Linked DNA regions of Zea mays: region 1 is linked to region 2. A link is a contact called in public Hi-C data. All regions are on one chromosome and are shown on one strand. The core of a region is the stretch at or near the end of the contact, and the rest is flanking DNA. Distances in the headings are between cores, read along the strand shown.

Evidence for each region. Hi-C and Micro-C count contacts between places; a contact is called where the count stands out from the background.
Region 1: a Hi-C map of ear shows a contact between it and region 2, with 2.4 times the contacts expected there. The contact joins the promoter of LOC103646963 here to the enhancer-like site in region 2. A contact is called at or near these places in 2 of 25 Hi-C or Micro-C datasets (ear and tassel).

What each region holds. Positions count from the first base shown.
Region 1 is chr2:133,365,215-133,372,076 of Zm-B73-REFERENCE-NAM-5.0, forward strand. LOC103646963 (probable NAD kinase 2, chloroplastic) reads right to left here and starts at 2,632. Exons shown (of 8, transcript XR_004856329.1): 1 at 1,455-2,632; 2 at 1-1,088. It overlaps LOC103648924, which reads right to left and starts at 4,335. Exons shown (of 1, transcript XM_035965077.1): 1 at 3,266-4,335. The coding sequence starts at 4,335. The coding sequence ends at 3,868. LOC103646964 (a long non-coding RNA gene) reads left to right here and starts at 2,201. Exons shown (of 2, transcript XR_562571.4): 1 at 2,201-2,666; 2 at 2,800-3,007.
Region 2 is chr2:132,979,260-132,985,642 of Zm-B73-REFERENCE-NAM-5.0, forward strand. It overlaps the pseudogene LOC103648921. Among protein-coding and RNA genes, the nearest start is that of LOC103646962, 310 kb to the left of the region's middle. Within about 2 kb of position 3,867, at least 16 of the 20 cell types and tissues checked have an H3K27ac peak or open chromatin away from gene starts, as enhancers often do. A contact at or near this core is called in ear and tassel, where this site is marked.

The DNA of each region.
Region 1 (6,862 bases), core at 1,382-3,881, 380 kb after region 2:
GTCTCTATGTCTATCTCACATGATTCTCCATTGTTCATGGTCCTATCAGATTCCGTTACCATACCAATTTCAGTTCGATTCATAGAGGAGCTTGGGCTGCCCGTGTGCTGCTTGGTCTTGTCACTTGTCAGGACCTTACCATTCCCATTTATATAGTGATTTTGGACAGCCAATCTCTCTGAACGAGTAACATATTGTTTCCATCTTGAGACCATTGCAGACGTCCTAGAAACACCTTCTTTGCTATGGAGATAAATGGGCTTCTTTGCGCCATCTGACACAAGAGCTGCAAATTGTTTAACCTGTTCAGCTGATGGTGCAGTTCCGATCTCAACCAGCATATTCACCACCTCTATCTTCCCAGATGAGACAGCCTCCTGAACTGCTGAAAGGTACAAATCATCTTTAACATCTTCTTCCCGGAGATCAACAATAGTTTTGAATCCCTTTTCTAGTAGCCATGCCAGCCCCTCCTCACTGACTTGCCCTCCCCTCCAAAATGCAACCTCGGGCTCATCTGTTCCTGAATCATCTGACACAATCGAAAGGTACACCGGAAACCAATTCGCAAATAATGTCGGACATGGATAACCATCAGGCCTTGAGAAACCTGCATCGTAACAAGCGTTCTTCAATCTCTGCAGCTTCCTCCATATATTCAACCCCCTGGGCTCACTCGGTACAAGGTAGCTGGCAAGTGCCAGCTGCATACTCTCACAGCAACGCTTCATGTCTCCACGGAACAAGGTGAGTGGTGGGATCATATCAGAGGTGCTGTCCACAGATCCATGGAAAGCACTTGCAACACCTGATCTCCCTGAGAGCACCTCATTCCTTCCCCGGTTCAGCAACGCCAGCATGCAACCAAGGACGGCAGTGACCTTGTCTTCCAGGATTGGCAGATCCTCTGATTCCACATCATAGCGTACAGGACACTCTCCTGTCTCTGGATCACAAAGTGCTGACATAACTGCGGTGTGGAGCTGCTCGGCAGCACGGAATATGCGGCAGTAGGCCTCAATCTCCGCGATGTCACCAGGCACCGGACCGATCCACAACAACTGGGACGGGTCCCTTGTCTGAAAATTCTACAAGAAATCATTCTATCAATCAAATACAGCATCATCGTCTCATCCATCACACATGGAAGTAGGAAAATACTCAATACAAAATTGGCAAGTCTGGCATGGAGCTATCGATGCAAGCAAACAAGAAAGAAAATCCAAGCGGATGTCTAGCATCATATAGCACTGAAGGACAAAATTTTCCCCGACAATCAGGGTAAACTACTGGATGAGCTATTACCGGACCGCAGCTATATTTCCTACAGAACTATAAACGTTACTGTTGAAGTTTGTAGAACTAGACGCTGCCAAGACCCCAGAAGCGCGATCGGAGCTGCTCCCCAACTGTTCGACGAAGTGCTCAAGAACGGGGAAGGAGGGCCAACCAACCTGGGAATCGAGCCCGAAGAACGACGCCCGCGTGGTGACGCCATGGCGCGCCGCCCCCACCGCCACGGATCGCCACCACCACCTGCCGGCGACCCAGGCGACTCGCACGCCGGCGACAAACGCAGCCGGGAGCTTGGCGGGCCCGTGTGGCGCGCAGACGTCGAGCATCAAGCCAAGCGCGGCGCCGGCGGCGGGGAGAAGGGGTCGGGGCCAAGAAAGGAGTAAGCCTTGCGCGGACACAGCTACGAGCTCTCGTCGAGGGAGAGCGGCGGCGTCGCTGTCGAGGTAAATGTTGTCCCGGCGAGCGCCCCGATGGCATGCGCAGGATGACAGGAGCCGGAAGGAGGGGGGCTAGAGATCATAATTGACTGGATTGTCACAGTTGGTTCCTGAAAAGGCCGTGGCCTTTGAGGGAGGAGCAATGGAATCGTCGAAAACAAGGGGTGAAGGTGAAGGCAGCTGCGGCGAGATTATTGCCACTATGGAACACGACAGAGTTGGTTTCGACGAAATGGAGGTGTAGAGAAGGGCTTCGACAGTTTGGAGGCGTAGACGACGACGAAGCGCTGATATGGACATAAAAACCCCATTAGTTGTTACGGACACTAATTAGGGGGTGTTTGGTTTTAGAGACTAATTTTTAGTCCCTCCTATTTATTCCACTTTAGTCACTAAATTGTCAAATATGGAAACTAAAATAGAGTTATAGTTTCCATATTTTGCAATTTATAGACTAAAATGGAATAAAATGGAGGGACTAAAAATTAGTCCCTAGTAACCAAACACTACCTTAATCTCCCGCCGTGAGAATAAATCTCCTTGGCCAGGCTGCCGTGTTCAGCGCCGTCATCCCAGGGGGGCCGTGGTGTCGGACTCGGACGGCGAGATGGTCGCGAACGGCGGCGAGCCAGGAGGTGGCGGGAGCACGAGCACACGGGCTCCTCTCCCCGATCCCGATCTGTGTGCCTGGCTGCTTGCAACCTCCGTGGGATGGAGGCGGCGCGGCAGCAGCAGGAGGAGTGCTCGTGCGGCGGGGCCGAGGCCGCTGACCAGTTCGAGCGGCTCCACGACGCGGTGCTGCTCGACGTCCTCAATCGCATCGACGACGTCAAGGCGCTAGGCCGCTGCGCTCTCGTCAAAACTCAGCTTGTTACCAGGGTTTGATTTGAGGATTGTATGGAAAGCAGAGTATGTGCTTCCTGAGATTTATGGGTAAGTCTGAATCAGCACTAACGCTACTTAAATGAATTACTTATAATTATTAGAAGCATTCGAGCAAAGATCCTAGTTCCTGAGCACAATTTGAACTCACGAACACTATCATCGACATATTTGCTCTACACAGGGCTGTTGGCACAGGAGAACCAGTCTTCAGTATGAACTATGGAAAGTTGCATGCATCGATAGATCGGGTCGAGGCTATCGTTACTCAGTCAGATCGGTATTGATCTCCCAGTGCGGAAAGGCAAGGGAGTTTCTTGATCAATAACAAACACGTTGAGTAGATCCCAGGGTTACAAGAAGGATTCTGAAGCTCCGTGCCTGATGTACAGCAAATACCAGAGTTCAGGACCACACTTTGAGCAGCTGTTTGAGTTCTCCAAACCTTTTGACTTTGAGCGGCTTCTGCTGCTTCTGAAAGCGTAACTATAAATAATGTTTATCCTGCTTGTGTACGAAACACCATAGTATCAGTAATTCAGTATAGTGAGCGACGTCAAAGCATGATCTCTATGCATCAAGATTTGTCTTCTAAGCTATTCGGAAGTACGCTTAAACCCTGCAAAAGTGGCCGCAGTAACGAAATAATGTGATTTAACGATTTGTTCCATTTCTCTTCAAAATCTGCTCCGCCGTATGGAAGCACCAGAACAAACAGGTTACAAGCATGGACACGACGTTAGGGTTAATGTCTAGAACATCATTCATTCACTGGTCAACCGGTACAGTATAGCAAAAATGCCTGTTCAGATTAAGCTAAACTTTGAGGGATTTCTCTAGACAGCCAATGTCTCCCCAGATGGCCAGAGACACGAGCTACCAATTCATTTACTCTTGCGCTCACTGTTGTAGTCATCAATCAGCTTCTCAACATCCTTCCAGAACAGGCCTTCCACGAGAACTCCTTCCTTTGTAAACCCGAACAAGAATAATGTTAGATGTGTACAAATGAACATCCAGGAGAAAAGAAACCGAGTCATGTCATAAGGACGTAAAATTTCAAGCAAAAGCTATCAAACTGCATTCAGGAAAACTAGGTCGTCGTGTTGACAGTTCGAACAATAAATTATTTATATGCATAACTATAGTCCAGATTTCCACAAGAGATGCATCTGCTCGAGACTCAAAAATGTAAATCTGCTGAACTGAAGACTACTGGGCACATACCACTTTGTCATGCATCTACTCTAGTCTAGTTGGTAAAAAAAATTGAAGCGAGGTAGAGCTGCATCTCCAAGCGGTTCTCCTGGTCGACGACTTCCAGGAAGACGGGGTCGACGGTGATGTGGCTGTCGATGCGGACGGAGAAGGGGCGGGACCAGAGCAGCACCGCGGCCTCGCCGGCGATCTCGACGGCCGCGTCCAGCTCCATGTGGCGGCGCGCGACGTCGAAGAGGAGGGCGCGGGCGCGCTGCGCGAGCTCGACGCCGTCGAGGCGCGCCGGGAGGTGGAGCAGGCGGCAGGAGGTGGCGGGCTGCTCGCCGGCGTTGAGGCGGGCGGTGCCGAGGTGCGCGCCACCGTAGAGGATGGAGACGGTAGAGGGCCCGTAGCGCACGGGCACGACGTTGGGGTTGGTGGCGTGCACGGTGAGGGTGAGCCCGATGTCCAGCGCCGCCGGCGGGCGGAAGTTGAAGGCGGACAGGCTGATGAGATGACGGCGTGTGATTAATTAGTGTCCGTAACAACTAATAGAGTTTTCATGTCCATATCAGCGCTTTGCTGTCGTCTGCGGCTCCAAATTATCGAAGCCCTTACCTACACCTCTATTTCGTCGAAACCAACACTGTCGTGTTCCATGATGGCAATAATCTCAGCTGCGGCAGGTGCGCCATTGCGATTGTGTGCTGTGTTCCTCCAGCAACTGCCAGATGGAGCACACGGAGTGCACAAAAAAAAAGTTTGGAAACAAAATGTGCTTAGAAAAAAAAGGCGAGGCGGAGGAAAATGGGTGGAATGAAACCATGAGTTGAGATGAGCGAAGTCTTCTTTTTCTGAAATTGACGCTCTCGGAGGATTGCTAAAACGGATGTCGTTCGAGTTGTGACAATACCAATCGTGGACCACAATGTGAGGTCGAGTTTCTAGATTGGTGTGGGCTCCGGTACAATGGATGCTGTAGGGAACTGGTAGATTAGTTTTGGTTTTAGGGATTTTTCTTATCCCCCTAACTCTGAAATCTACTAGAAACCGTCCTACCAAAACTAACTCTCATAAGCAAGTAAGATGCTCATTTAATTCGTGCAATCGCTATTATTTAGGAGAAAATCTAAATACTTTTTTTTGAAGAGTACACTTATAAGCAAACTCATACAATAATAAAGGATCTTCACAAATCATAAATTGTGAGGAACATGTCACTATCTATCTTCACTCCTGTCTCTGTCTCCCCTTCGCCAACCATACACTATACCATTGATTATGGCCCCATAGTGACAAAATTAGGATTTGTTAAACCCCTATATTAATTTATAACAAAAGCACGTCAAAAATAGATTTCAAAAGTTACATGACAACCGTATCGTAACGTAAAGATAGCTAACATACGAAAAACGTTATTATAAAACAATATCTTTATTCTTCTTTATCAGTTAATCTATTATAAGGATGAAAACGTATATTTCCTCCGTCCTAAAATATATAATTCGTGTTAGACTAAATATAAATATATTTTGTATATATGTCTATATTCATTATCACTTATCTGAATATGGACGTAAAAATGAGGTTACAAAAAACTATATTTTGGAATGGAGAAAGTATTACATACTTAAAACACGCAACAAAGTGCAAATAAAAATTTAGGACACATATTATATAAATACCATCGAAACAAGGTAACTAATCACGTGATTTCTCATAATTTAAGAAAAGATACAAAAATTAGGCAACACCCTAGGCGATAGCCTAGGTGGCTATATGTCTGCCTCCAACTCGAGCCCCACGCATGCGAATCTTGAAGGCCATGTGAAAGTCGCCTAGAGGGGGGGTGGATAGGCGAAACCTGAAAATTAAAACTTTATCCCCCAACTAGATCCCTTGATTAGTGGTTTAGAACAAGATAAACAATTATCGGAGTATATAAAAGGTAAGTCCTTTGCTTGTAATGAAAGTTGCTTTGAAATAATGCGGAATTGATAATCAATACAACTACTAGATATATGAATAGTAAAGCAAGAAGGCTTAGATGGGAAGAGCAATAAGTAAAGTTCTTTCTTGCGGAGTGTTGCTTCACTAAATGAGAATTTAACTTAAAGCAACACCAAATGATATAAGCAAAGAATAGTGCAAGAGAACTTAGAGTAAGGGAAAGCAAACAAATCACAAGCAAAACACAATGAACACGGGTGATTTGTTTTACCGAGGTTCGGCCCTCGAAGGCCTAGTCCCCGTTGAGGAGTCCACTTAAGGACGGGTCTTTTTCAACCCTTTCCCTCTCTCTCTCCCGATCACACAAGGATCGGCGAGCTCTTCTTCTTCACAAGGATCACTCTCGATCCCACAAGGACCACCACACTCTTTGGTGTCTCTTGCTAGCTTTTACAAGTCTCCAACACTTTGGAGGAAGTTTGAATGGGAGTCAAAACTCCACGCGCAAATGAACACAAAGATGAAGCACACACTATCTCTCAATGAATCTCACAAGGCACTAGGGCTAAACTCAATTGAGTAGCTCTCAATTGCTCGCTCTCTCTTTTGTGGCACTTGTGTTGGTTGTAGTGGGCTAGATCTTGTGTATAGGATGTATCAATGAATATATGTGGTTGGGAGGGCTTGAGTATGTCAACTAGATGACTTGGAATGTTGCTTGGACTCCCACCCTTGAAGTGGCCGGTTGGGGTGGTATTTATAGCCACCATCCAATTTTGTAGCCGTTGGAGAAGCTGCTGGCGATGGGCGCACCGGACAGTCCGGTGCACACCGGACATGTCCGGTGCGCCAGCCACGTCATCCTAGCCGTTGAGATTGGAGCTGGTCGACCGTTGGAGGCTTTGTCCTCATGTGGCACCGGACAGTCCGGTGCACACCGGACAGTCCGGTGCCTCTCTGATCTTCTGCTCTGACTTCTGCCGCGTGTACTGTTCTGCACTGTTTACTGTCAGAGTCGACCGTTGGCGCGAAGATGACCGTTGCTCCGCTGGCACACCGGACAGTCCGGTGTACACCGGACAGTCCGGTGAATTTTAGCG
Region 2 (6,383 bases), core at 2,617-5,116:
TTGTTCGTAGGGTCGGCAAGACCTCGCTGATGAACCAATAAGTCCGCACCTCTCTGATCCCTCGAATAAAGTCGCAATCCCAAGGTCCTCACTGTGAGGTCCTTCCTGTTCTTCCATACCTGCTTGACACCATCAAGCTCCTTCCAGAATGACCCATAGCGACCTGGTAGGCTGAACAAACACGACAAAGGTTAGAAACCATGAAAAGTAAACTCCTGAATGGCACAAGTTACATATTGCGTACAATTGCAATTCCTAATGCTTTTATTAAGTTTCGACATACCATTGCATTTAGACAAACAATTATAATCATTGAAACTCTACTGCTATCATTATAGATTCTCAGTTGATCATTACAAATTCCTAGAGTATGTGGTGGGAATTTTGTTTGATTATTTCCTATATCGAGTAGTTATTTTATAATTTTTTGTGAGAGGAGAAACCAAGGACTTCATATGCATTGTGCAGCCATAAAACTACTAGATGAGCTAACTTTTTATAAGTGGAAGGATGATGACCCTCAATTTGAATTCAACTGTCTTTCTTGTGTTAAGGAGATATCATGCCCACTGTCTAATAAAATATGTTTTGTATGCCTTTCTATACAGTGGTGTAGTTAATATTTTTGCCAGCATGCCTACTTTCTTTAGTTCAGGAGCTATGCCATTGATTGTTACATTATGCTGACTTTTATTCATAGGTTGCTAGAATACAAAAAATAACTGTTTTGATGTAAGATTATCCTGCACCCATATTTACCCATTCTTCTTAGATTTAGAGTCATTTTTCTGAAAATAAAAGCTCTTGGTCTGGATTTCATGTTGATTGTGGAGCAAGTCTACCAGTGACGATGGAGATAGAAAGAGGGAAATTAAATATATGTTACTTGCAATTGATTACCAATCAAGAAGTTAAACCTAAATTCACTTTTCCTATACCAAGCCTTGTTCATAGGCGCGACGCCATGCCGTGAGATATTGCTGGTAGACTTGGTCCCACTCCCACATGACAGTGGATGTAAATGAGTTGCAACCATTGTGCCTGTTTTTGTGAGCTTTCTAATTCTGAAAATATTGACATTATTGCTTAGCTGGATATGTTTGGATTTCAGAAAGTTTCCTTTCGAATCTTTCTAATGCAGGTGCAACCCACTCTTATTGGCAGGAAGCAAGTTTTGTCAAATAGCTGTATTGCAAGTATCTTGGTTGTGTTGATAGCGTTAGTCATCGGAGGGATAGATAGGTGTTTGGATTCAAAAGAGTCAACTCTTGTTATTGCTCTTATTGATGGTGTTATCGTACATTATGCTTGCTGCAATGGAGATACATGGTCATCTGAGCTCGACATTCTTTGTAAAGCTGAGCCACGAATTATCACAACATTCAAGGTGTTGTTAAGTCTTTTTTTATGATTGCACAAATCATTAGCAAACATATAATTTTTCACTGTTTCCTTCTGATTTGTTCAGAGTGCGGCAGGCTACCATTGGTGGTGTAACCATAGATGGGCTTCTTGCACCAGCAGCTCGATTCTCGATTGGGCTTGCATTTGTGCTGATAGAATTTTTCACCACTCAATGTGCTCCTGATGTATTCTAGAACCAGCTGCTAGCTATACCCTTGGCACAGCTGTCGGCCTATATGGAAGTTTGATCGATTCCTTCTTGGGCGCAACAGTTCATTATAGTGGGTTCTACAGTGTTCACAAAAAGGTATTACAACCAAACTATTTGAAAATTTTGCCAGTGTCTCTACATATCATTGTCTCTGGTTTTGAAAGCTTATTCTCTGCTATGTCATGCTTGTTTTGCTTAGCGACTAAAGACCACAAAATATGAAAGTAATTTTCCTAGAAATTGCAGACAAGTGTGACAAAAACATGAAGACTAGCCGCAACAAACACGATTCAACCATATTTCTCTTTTCTAACATTGATGAAATTTTCTTCTGATATCTACATTGCCCAAATTCTGAAAAATCTTCTCTAATAACTACTTATCACTTTTTGGTTGGTTATCTTCATGAAGGTTCCATATGGTCGGTCTCAACTTCGTTGTATACGAGTCCCTCAAAGACTAGCTAATCTAGACAAATTCATTTGGCCTTGCAAATGACAACGAGATTCACGTAGTTACAAGGCTTGAGTGCGGAGCTGTGGCTGGAACCATTGGCCAGACTGTTGCATACCCTCTTGATGTCATCAGTAGAAGAATGCATATGGTTGGATGGAGCCATGCTGACTCTATTGTTATTGGGCAAGTCAAAGAAGCACTCCAGTACAATGGCATGATCGATGCATTCAGGAAGACTGTTCGCCACAGAGTTGGTGCTCTATACAAGGGTCTTGTGCCGAACTCAGTCAAGGTAATCCTTCTAAGAAAACTTTAAAGACTTTTGATGTTGCCTAACGTTAGCTGGCAAATTGTTTCTAGATTTCTGTCAATATTTTGTTCTGTAAAATTCTATGTAGTCTGTTTCTAACATCCTGCCCTTGTTTTGTCGTCTCCAGGTGGTGCCCTTAATTTCCATTGCATTTGTGACTTACGAGGTTGTGTAAAGGATGTGCTAGGAGTAGAGATTAGAATATCAGACTGATCAAGGAACCAACGAGGGTAGTATTGGTCGTTTTCAATTTCTATTTTTATAGGTTTTGGGAAGTTGTGTTTTTGTAGGCAGGGTGGGTAGAAGGATATGACTGTGGCTCCATTCAGCATCAGGCCCTTTCAACCCATGTTGGATATATACTGCTACTGGCTTTAGGTCTTAGAATTGTTGCTGGATTGTGCAAAAAATAATAAGTTGGTTGTAAAGCTTTTAAGCATCTGTCTAACTCATCAAAAGAAGTCTATTCCTTGTTGATGTATCGAGATTGAACTTAAAGCGAACTGCATGTTGCTAATAGTTGATTCTAATGATTTTTCTTAGCCTCTGTCGCGTCTCACTTTCACGCGGTTGCTGGTGATTTTATCCCACATGACCGTTCAAAATTTTAGAGTTCTATGCTTGATGTTCATACATAGCATTTTTTGAGATATTTGTTCGCGCCTGAGAAGAAATGTGACATAATCAATGGTCTCGGTGATAAGAATCGTCCCTAGCAAAAGGGCCTCTAAAGGTCGATTTCTATATTGATTCTTTAAAAATAATTTGTGTGATATTATAATGTTCTCTCTACATTAATTTATTTTATTTGAGTCGGAAGATTTATATCAACATTACATGTTTATATCGTTAATATAATATTATTGTTCTGATAATATTTTGTCATGGATTTTGCTTATCATAGTGACGTTTGTTGTTATATATTTATATTTTATACTAATTTTAGCTTCCATGGCAACGCACGAGCAAATACCTAGTAAACAATTAACAAAAGACACCTAAATAACCTATGCATCATATTGGATTTATTTGTTTGTGCATTTTATACCAGCAATGTTAATAAAAAAATCGTATTATTATCCAAATTTGAATTTAACCTAAGTTACAATTTAGGAATTTGGAAAAACAACATAGAAAAAGAAATAGAAAGAGAAAGAATATAGAATTTATAGAATATCTATATAAAAGATGTATCTTCAAAGTCAGTTTTTAATGGCAATATAAACTTGAGGATAAATTTGTCACAAGAATGGAATTTAAATTGGAAAGGGAAGTTTGAATTTGGGAAGGAAGAAAAGAAGGTGGAAAATAAAAAAAAGTTTAAAACGCCGTTTGGGCCAGCTCCAATCCATTTCGGCCCACTTCCTCCCTTAACCACTGCGCGACCCAACTACTGACGTCTCGTGCTGTCGTGCACGCCACTCTCCAGCTGACCCCAACAGGCGGGCCCATGCCGTCAGTCTCGGGTATTTCGTGCGCGAAGCACCTCCCTTGGTCGTGTGGCCCCGCTGGTCAGATCAGTCTTCCCCATCTCATGGGCATTCTGTTGGAGCGGCTCCGTACGGTGTGGTCTGAGAATCGGGTGACGGAGTCCATGCGCCTTGGGATAGAGTCGTGGCTCCTCGGGCCATAAATACGATGCGTAGGGGTTGACTTCTTCCCTTACTCACCATACCGCAACAACCAAAACCAGGGAGAGGGTGCACCGTCGAGACGGGCGGAACGAGGGAGTGCGCGTTCGTGGATTCTACCGCTCGAAGGTGCGGTTCTCGGTCAGTGGGGCTTAGCGGGGAGCGCAAGAGAAACCGCCCGTTTCTAGCATGGTGGCGAGCATCGGCGGCGTCCCAGGTGTTGGGAATTTCTCGCTGGAGCCCAACCAATCCCGCCAATGCGCTACTCATCGTGGTCGGGTTCGTCCGCGGTGAATTGTAAGGTACGTGCCCGTTCGTAGCATTCGCCAGACGTAGGGAATCGTGTAGCGCCCTGCGAATTAGTGTTTTGCGCGTGGTACCGAGATTTAGGGGATCCGACCATGGCGCAACCGCACCGGGCGGCTGTGTCGCCGGTAAGTCTGGCGGCTGGAGGAAGACAGCTCTCTTGCCGTTTAATCCGTTACGGACGGTGTAGATTAGATGAACACGTAACCCTTCGTTGGAGCAGATCCTAGCCGTTAGATCGTAAATGGACGGTCGCATAGTGATCCTAACATTTTAAATCCCTGTCGTCGGTTCCCAATCGGATGGTTATCTGCGGCGCTCTGAGTTTTATCCGGGCAGATCTAATCCACACCACTTGCGCGAGATCCGACGGCCAGTACGCGGGGATACCCCTTTGCGTGACATGTTATCTAAAGAGACCTTAGGTTATTAATGATTTAACCCGCAGTCCACCCTGTACAGCACTCTGAGTCATAGGAAGAATTACCCCGAGGTCCTTGTGTTTTCCAGAAATAGGCGCCCAGTCCAGAGAACAGAAAAACTAGGGAAATTAAATTAGAAATAGATTTTTAGTATTAAATTAATTGCAGAAACTTGTTTAATTTGTAGAAAATTCATATGAACTCCAAATTGGTCCATTCCAGTTCCTAAATTTTTGTAATATTATTGTTTATCCATTAGTACCACTGTTTTGGCATTAAAGACACACTAAAATTTATCTATTACTTAATCTTGTATTAAATACATAAAACCTTTAGAAATTCATATCTTAAAAACTATAACTCCAAAATTAATGATTCTTGTTCCTAGGATCTTATTTTATAGTGTAGATTTTTATTGTATATTGTATTCACATGTTTGGTGTGATATTAATTTCTCCTTTATATTATGCATGTTTGTATTGATGCGAGTAGACGAGCAAGTCACCGAGGATCCTGAGGTTCAGCTGGTAGAGACTGCTGAGCAGGAGCTCGTTGAAGGCAAGTTGTGCCCTTTATCACTTCGTTTTTACCCAGTCATGTTCTTATTAAATATAATGATCTGCATAGGTTAATTTTGATGGGATCCAATAGGTTACCTTAGTTTTGGCTATTTTTATACCTTGTTTTACCACTGAATATTTTTGGGTAGTATATGCTATTGCTTTATGCGGTTTTGGGTATGGAGATATACATCACTCTTTTATACACTTTTGTTATCAGTTATATTTACTGTTCATGATAAGATCATTATGTTAATGGGAACATGGAGAACCACCCGGGAAAACAGTGCTACCACAAGGGTAGTATGGGATGCCCTTGGCTGATTAACTAGGAAAGCTAATGGATGACTACCTTACCCGAATGGGGCAATGGCAGTAGGGGAGTGGTCCGTGTAGAGAGGTCCTTGGGTTGATTTTGCTGCGATGGCGGTCAGGCGAGGGATTCCTGCACTGGAGCTTCTATAAACTATAGCGGGTTTTCTGAAGCTAGTGGAACTTTGTAAAGGCCTCGTAGTGGTACCCTGCCTCGCTTCCTTGGTAGAGGTTTATGGGGTCTGATCAACTCTGTGGCAAATGGGTAACACGACTTGTGGGTAAAGATGCGCAAACTCTGCAGAGTGTAAAACTGGTATACTAGCCGTGCTCACGGTCATGAGCGGCTCGGACACTCACATGATTAATTTATGAAACTTAAATTCAATTTGTCATACACTACACGACGATTGATCTTTAGCGACCCTTATTAGGTACCAACTGTTGGTTGCTAAAGGTTAGGGACCGACGGTCAGTCGCTAAATCCTTTTGTAGCAACGGTCGGTTGGTCGCTAAAAGTCTAGAATTTTAACAACTTATGATTGGTCGCTATAGATGTCGTCGGGGACTAGCGGTGGGTTGCTATAGAATTAATGGGCCTTCCTGGGCCATCCTCAAACCCTACACATCTTCAGCCTCGCCAGCCACCTAGCCGTCCTCAGCCGGCAGCCAGCAGGGTGCTTTGCGCCACCCCGCCCTTCTTCCTCATCCTCCTCGCCTCTGTCTACCTGCTCGCCTCCGTCACCATCTTCTCTGCCCCACGCCGCTGCT